Linked DNA regions of Mus musculus: region 1 is linked to region 2. The links are chromatin contacts, called in public Hi-C maps. All regions are on one chromosome and are shown on one strand. The core of a region is the stretch at or near the end of the contact, and the rest is flanking DNA. Distances in the headings are between cores, read along the strand shown. Region 1 overlaps D5Ertd615e (DNA segment, Chr 5, ERATO Doi 615, expressed). Region 2 overlaps Ldb2 (LIM domain binding 2).

Region 1 (3,374 bases), core at 500-2,999, 520 kb after region 2:
CATTCCTCATGATCCATTCATTCTTAAAGACCCAAATCACTTTGCCAACTACATTTCATGATGGAGAAGGCATCCAAATGCTAGCTCTCTCGGCTGTAAGTCACCAACATCCCTTGCTTCCGTTGCTCCAAGAACCTTAACATCCATATCCCTGCCCATCTATACAGTAATCTGAGGACTTGGACTCATGGGTATGATTCTCAATGTTTGCCAGATGAACTGAACTTTGAATAATCTTTCTCTGTCTGCCTTCCCTATCCCCTCCTATCTGTTTGCATGCTTTGCACATGCAACCAGTATTCACGGTGCTGTTACAAGCCTCTGTACCTCTTCTGTAACTGACCTTTCAGTAATGTTTGGTCCTGTTTGAACTTTGTGTTTAAATCTTCAATGAAAATATTTTATCCTACCATTTTCCCCTCTGGGGTGTTATGTTCCCTTGGGTGATGTTCTATTTTTCTTAATTCTCTCATCGTTGGGCCTATTCATTGTATATTGAATTCTCATTAACTGGGCTGTGCAACCCCTAAAAACACTTGCTCAGGATTGCTTCCTGTTCTTGTGTTGTCTTCTTGATTGGATATCCTATCTGCATTTTGAATCTTTTCTTTATTTTTTTCCTATAATTTATTTGTAGACTGGCCATGCTTCATTGCACCCCCCCCCCCCACTCTGACTGACTAGGACAGAACAACTCTTGGGTTAGTCTGGACAGAACAACTCTTAGCTCAGACAGTCATGGTCATTGTTTTCATCAAAGACATCCTCTGAAGGAAGCTACTGCATATATATATATATGCATTGCTAGGATTTCTGGTGACATCTCTTACTTCTAAGGGGTTGTCACATGTCCTCTTCTTTGCACCTTACAACCAGTATTCACTGTGCTGACATAAACACAGTGGTTGCAAGAACACCCCAGACTTCTTCCTTCATCATGAATTCCTGTTACTGGACTTGGTTGATTTGCTTTAGCTGTTGGCTTTGCTGGACACACATGATGGGTGCACAGGAGGATTCCATATGGTGAATTCTGATTCAATTCTGATTTCTATTTTCTGCTACCAGTCTGTTTTGAGTATACTCCAAAGATTAGTCAGTGTGCTGTTGGGGTAATTGTTGGTTTGTAGGGGACCATATATGCTAAAGAAGATTAGCATATATGGTCCCCTACTGCCCATATGGCCTGTTTCTTGTCCTCTTCTCAAATTAATCATAACCTAATATAAAATTTCTTCTTATTCTTTCTTCTTATCAGCCTCCATGCTAACCTAAGTTCTTTGTCTGAAGTTCTGCATGTTAAAATTATTCAGAAATACTTCTCTGAAATACACTGTCATGATGAAATTTATTATTTCTGAGAGAGAGAGAGAGAGAGAGAGAGAGAGAGAAATGGAAGGAAGCAGGAAAAAAGGAAGGAAGGAAGGAAGGAAGGAAGGAAGGAAGGAAGGAAGGAAGGAAGGGAGGGAGGGAGGGAGGGAGGGAGGGAGGGAAGGAGGGAGGAGGGAAGGAAGGAAGGAAGGAGAAGGAAGGAAAGAAGGAAGGAAGGAAGGAAGGAAGGAAGGAAGGAAGGAAGGAAGGAAGGAAGGAAGGAAGGAAAAAACCTGTTCACTTCAATTTTCTTCTTATTTTAAAGAAGGAAAAATTCACATCTGTTCAAGTTTTAACTCTGAACACTTTGCATAATCAGTTAGAAACCTTTTGTTAGCAGGCCAGATGGCTGCTGCACCCACCCCCCAAAAGGAAATTAAATATGTAGGCAGTGACAGCTCAAAGGAGGAATTAGAAACTCCTTTCTAAGAGAAAGGATCTCATCTAGAGGTATCCTGTAGGTCTGGTTCTCTGGCTGTACCGGCTGGTTTTGTGTCAACTTGGCACAGGCTGGAGTTATCACAGAGAAAGGAGCTGCAGTTGGGGAAGTGCCTCCACGAGATCCAGCTGCAAAGCATTTTCTCAATTAGTGATGGGGAGGGGTCCCCTTGTGGGTGGTGCCATCTCTGGGCCTTAGTTCTATAAGAGAGCAGGCTGAGCAAGCCACTGGAAGCAAGTGAGTAAAGAATATCCCTCCTTGGCCTCTGCATCAGCTCCTGCTTCCTGACCTGCTTGAGTTCCAGTCTGGTGATAAACAGCAATGTGGAAGTGTAAGCTGAATAAACCCTTTCCTCCCCAACTGCTTCTTGGTCATGATGTTTGTGTAGGAATAGAAACCCTGACTAAGACAGTGGCCAATGGTTTCCTACAACCGAAACCCTTTCCCAGCCAAAAGTCTTTCAGTACCTGGTCTTTAAATGATCTCCATAGGCAATAGAGAACAGAACCAACAGCCACAATGCCTTTCAGAAGAACAAGAAAGTCCATCCCCAAGAATGTAGGAGGATTGACTGCCCTTGCACCCTTGCAACCTGGTTTACCTGATGACACTTATGCATTCACGTTTAGCACCAGCCCCCATTTTTATAATCTATAGAGTCCAGGGTCCGGGAATATGCTGACATATATATGGATGTGTGTGTGTGTGTGTGTGTGTGTGTGTGTGTGTGTGTGGTTTCTACATCCAACTATTTTATGTACATATGCCCATAATTCAGAGACTTCATTAGTCATGGTTACCCAACCATTAATATTTTTTACTTGGATGATAGTGACCAACTCAGAACTGATCTACTGCTCCTAAGCCAGCATGCACACATGTGCACACACACACACACACACACACACACACACACACACAAACACATACTCATATACACTCAGAAATCAACCCTGCCTGTGTATGTAGAGTTGTCTCTACGAAAGAATATTCATAGTTCTACCCTATAAGGCCTTTTCATTTGGTTCTTGCTTATTTCTCCTACAGCCATCCACATGTACCTTTTCCCTTCAGTAAGCCCTATTATTTGTAGCTCCTTGAGTACACAGGCTATACCTGCTGTAGTTTGGGTGTACTTTGTCCCCTGTGTAGGGTTTGCTCTGCAAGGATTCATGTGCTAGAGTCTTGGCCTCATGTGTAACAATGTGGTTGTATATTTTGCATATGTATCAAAAGATGGCCTAGTGAGCCATCACTGGAAAGAGAGGCCCTTTGGACTTGCAAACTTTATATGCCCCAGTACAGGGGAACGCCAGGGCCAAAAAGGGGGAGTGGGTGGGTAGGGGATTGGGGGTGGGTGGGTATGGGGGACTTTTGGGATAGCATTGGAAATGTAAACGAGGAAAATACCTAATTTAAAAAAATTATCTATAAAAAAAAGAGAGAGAGAGATCAACGTGGTAAGGGGTTGAAGGTGGTTCATTGGTACTGCTGCCCTTAGAAGTTATTAAGTTCTCATGGGGCACTGGGGAGATGGTTTGGTCAATGAAGTGCCCATTTGCAC
Region 2 (3,150 bases), core at 312-2,811:
TGTACTCTGATGAGACATTTCAGAAGTTGTGGGGAAGAATCAGTATAGAAGGCTTAATCAGGCTCTGCTGAAAAAAAGTACACTTGCCATCTTCATTTTATCAAAGATCTGTTGGATGTAATGAGATAATTATTGATAATCTGGGTGAAGACCTCAACCTCAGAAGCAATTAGCAGAACTTCTGAGTAAGTTTGGACATGTGGGCTCCATGCCCTAAAACTCTGAGAGGGGTTGTCTGCTGAGCATGGTTTCTGGCAGCTTAGCTATGAGTGTTAGTGAGTAGAAAGGCAGATGTCGCCAATGTCCCCAAACCATTCTCCCAAACACATCTCGAGCACTGGAATTAATTTACCAAGGTTCTCAAAGAAGTATCATGCAGATTAAACCAAATCCCTACCTCCACTTCAGGGTGTTAATTTCATACAAGTCACCTGCAGTGACAACTTTCACAGAAGGGAGGGTCACAAGTAAACTATCTATGGGAAAAACATATCCATAGGCTATAATATTTTCTTTATTTTTTTAAGAGATGGGATTATTAGATAGTTAAACAAATATATTAGCCTGGTTTAATATCAGGGTCATTTATTGTTACTATTATTGTTGTTCTTGCTGCTGCTGCTGCTATTATCATCTATTTGTTTTCTGTCTGTAAACCACAGGATCAGGGTAGAAAAAGGCTCTGGTCTGCTTCAGCTAGATCCAAGTTTTATGATGAGAGGGAAAGTGTGTAATCCTTCTGAAGTCTGCTCAGTGGGAGCATCTGCAGGGCCAAGGTTAGGTGCTTCCTTCCTTCACTCTGTCATAGCAAACTGGTTGGGACTTCTCTTACAGACAAACCGCGTCAGGCCAACAAAATGGAAAATTGCCACAAGTCACGGGCTCCCTTTGGAGTCAAATGGGCTCACTGTATCCAGGGAGTACTATGTATAAAATGGGAATTCTTAGAACTGTTTCCCAGTTGACTACAACAGATTTTTTTTTTAAAGTAAGTTAAATGATATCCAAAAATGAAAGATGCAAGAGAATTTTGGTCGGTGTTCTTCCCCCCTCCCAAATGATTATACATATAGCATTATCCCAAGACTCCGGGAGACTCCCCTTCTCTAATGGAAGCTAAATGAAATCCAAAGCTTTGTGGTTTGTTTTCTATGCAACCACCAAGAACCATAACAGAGGTACATATGGAAGAGTGTATGTCTCCTTTGTTAGGAAATATAAAAAAATAAGCATAGCTAATAAAGTAAAAGTAATGTTTTCTCACTTCAAAAAATATCTGTAGATTCTTATTAATCAATAGAGTTAATGCAGCTTTTATCTAAAGTTGGTCTTTAAAGGAAAAAAATATCCTGCTTTTCTGTTGGAATCCAAAAATCAAAAAGGGTCCCCAATTAAGAAAACATTTTCTGTTGTGCTGAATTCATGTTACCGTACTGTGAGCTCTGACATTTTGTTTCTGTGGTAACCAAAATCAGCTGATTAGTTGGCATGGCAACAGAAAAGATGTAATCCCAGCAGACACACTCTAATCAATGCCCCCAGCACAGATGGTCTCCGGAGGATCAACAAGAAAGAGGCTGGCAGGCATTCAGTTGATCACGTGCTAGCTTGAGACTCGGCCAGGAATGAGAAAAGTAAAAAAGAACATTTCTCCAACTACCCGGTAGCTTTTTAACCCTTCTCTCTCTCTAGCTAATGAAGTAATACTGATCACACTGTCCTATGATTCAACAGCTCTCATAGAGCAATGTGTATATTTTTTAATAGGTGGGAATATTTAGTTTTGTATCTTTATATATGAACAACAGCGTGAGTCTAATAGAGAATTTAGAATACTATCTAAATTCTAAAAAGCTCTCTGAATTTTACCTAGAGATATCACATATGTAAATTTTATTTGGGGGACATAATACTTAATTAGGGGGATATGATCTTTGACATAAGAAATTTTAGATTGTAGTGTGATACACAGGGAAAAGTCAGAATGGGAAACAACTGTGAAGAAAATCAAGTGAGAAGTGTTCACTTAGAGGACACTTAGTTAATGTGCTTCCAGGTTATATTTGTCTCAGGAGTAAATGATTTCATGATAAATAACTGAGAAGAGAAAAAAAATCCAAAAACTCATGTTTGCAGAAGTGATGCAGGTATCCAACAGGGGTTGTACCTATTGTTTTACTTTGCAAAAGCCAAGAATTTACATTTACAGTGGCTCTCTCAGGATCTCCCGATGTTCACATGTTCACATCCTTGACAATAACTCAAGGGGCTTTGACTCTGAAACTCTCCCGGCATGCTCTTCTGATTATTAAGCCTTGTTTTTCTATTTGATTTGAAATTGAAAACATAAAAGAAAGGCTTTATTATGTGCATTTAAAAATTCTAATTACATATTTATCCTTAATCTATAATGTTCCTGGTATCAGGAAATTGCAAAATGCTCACTATACCCCTGAGGGATATTTAATATCTCTGTTGATTAGGAATGTGGCTGATTTCCGATTCGCTAGTTGACCAAATTTTCATAAAAGCAACTCAGAGCCATTGGGTCAAATGCTATTTGGGGAGAAACAGTTTAGTGGTCGTCTAAATTAGAACAATGTAAGCTGCAGACACATAATGTGCTAAAAATCCTCCAGGAGTAGGACCAGAATGCCAGCTCAGGTTTTACAATTCTCTTTCTTTGTGGCACCAGGAAGCTTACTTTTTGTTTAAAATAGCCATAGTGTTTGATTACACAAGGCTAAGTTATTTTTAATTAACATAAGAACAGAAGGAAATTAGAGTAGCATAGTGAACATCAAGGGTGGAAGGAGGGAGGGAGGGACAGGCAGAGGGAGAGAGAGAGAGAGAAGAAAAATGAATCCTTCGAATCCTATCAAATTTCCTAAAAATAAATGTGCATAATTAGCATCTGGATTAAGTCGCTATAATGAAACTACATGTCCTAGAAAGAGATATTTTTCATCAGAGTATTGAAATATTTATTACAGGAGTAGGCAAATAGTCCATTCTGCCTTGGAGCAAAATGACATAGGTGGTCCAAATAATTGATGCTCTCAGAGCCAAGGGAGCTATGTTCAGCTCTTTCTAGTGATTGCCTTGTTTTCCTGGAAAGAAAGAAAGAAAACCAAAACATACACACATAAC

The links. Hi-C and Micro-C count contacts between places; a contact is called where the count stands out from the background.
Region 1: a Hi-C map of cortical neurons shows a contact between it and region 2, with 1.8 times the contacts expected there. The contact joins two enhancer-like sites. A contact is called at or near these places in 1 of 484 Hi-C or Micro-C datasets (cortical neurons) and 1 of 115 datasets of contacts at active chromatin or transcription factors (a beta-TC-6 cell line).

What each region holds. Positions count from the first base shown.
Region 1 is chr5:45,060,917-45,064,290 of GRCm38.p6, forward strand. The region is part of intron 5 of D5Ertd615e (DNA segment, Chr 5, ERATO Doi 615, expressed); the gene reads right to left. Among named protein-coding and RNA genes, the nearest start is that of 4930431F12Rik, 96 kb to the left of the region's middle. Within about 2 kb of position 1,750, at least 6 of the 459 cell types and tissues checked have an H3K27ac peak or open chromatin away from gene starts, as enhancers often do. A contact at or near this core is called in cortical neurons, where this site is marked.
Region 2 is chr5:44,536,655-44,539,804 of GRCm38.p6, forward strand. All of the region lies in intron 3 of Ldb2 (LIM domain binding 2), which reads right to left. Among named protein-coding and RNA genes, the nearest start is that of Gm40297, 110 kb to the left of the region's middle. Within about 2 kb of position 1,562, at least 56 of the 459 cell types and tissues checked have an H3K27ac peak or open chromatin away from gene starts, as enhancers often do. A contact at or near this core is called in cortical neurons, where this site is marked.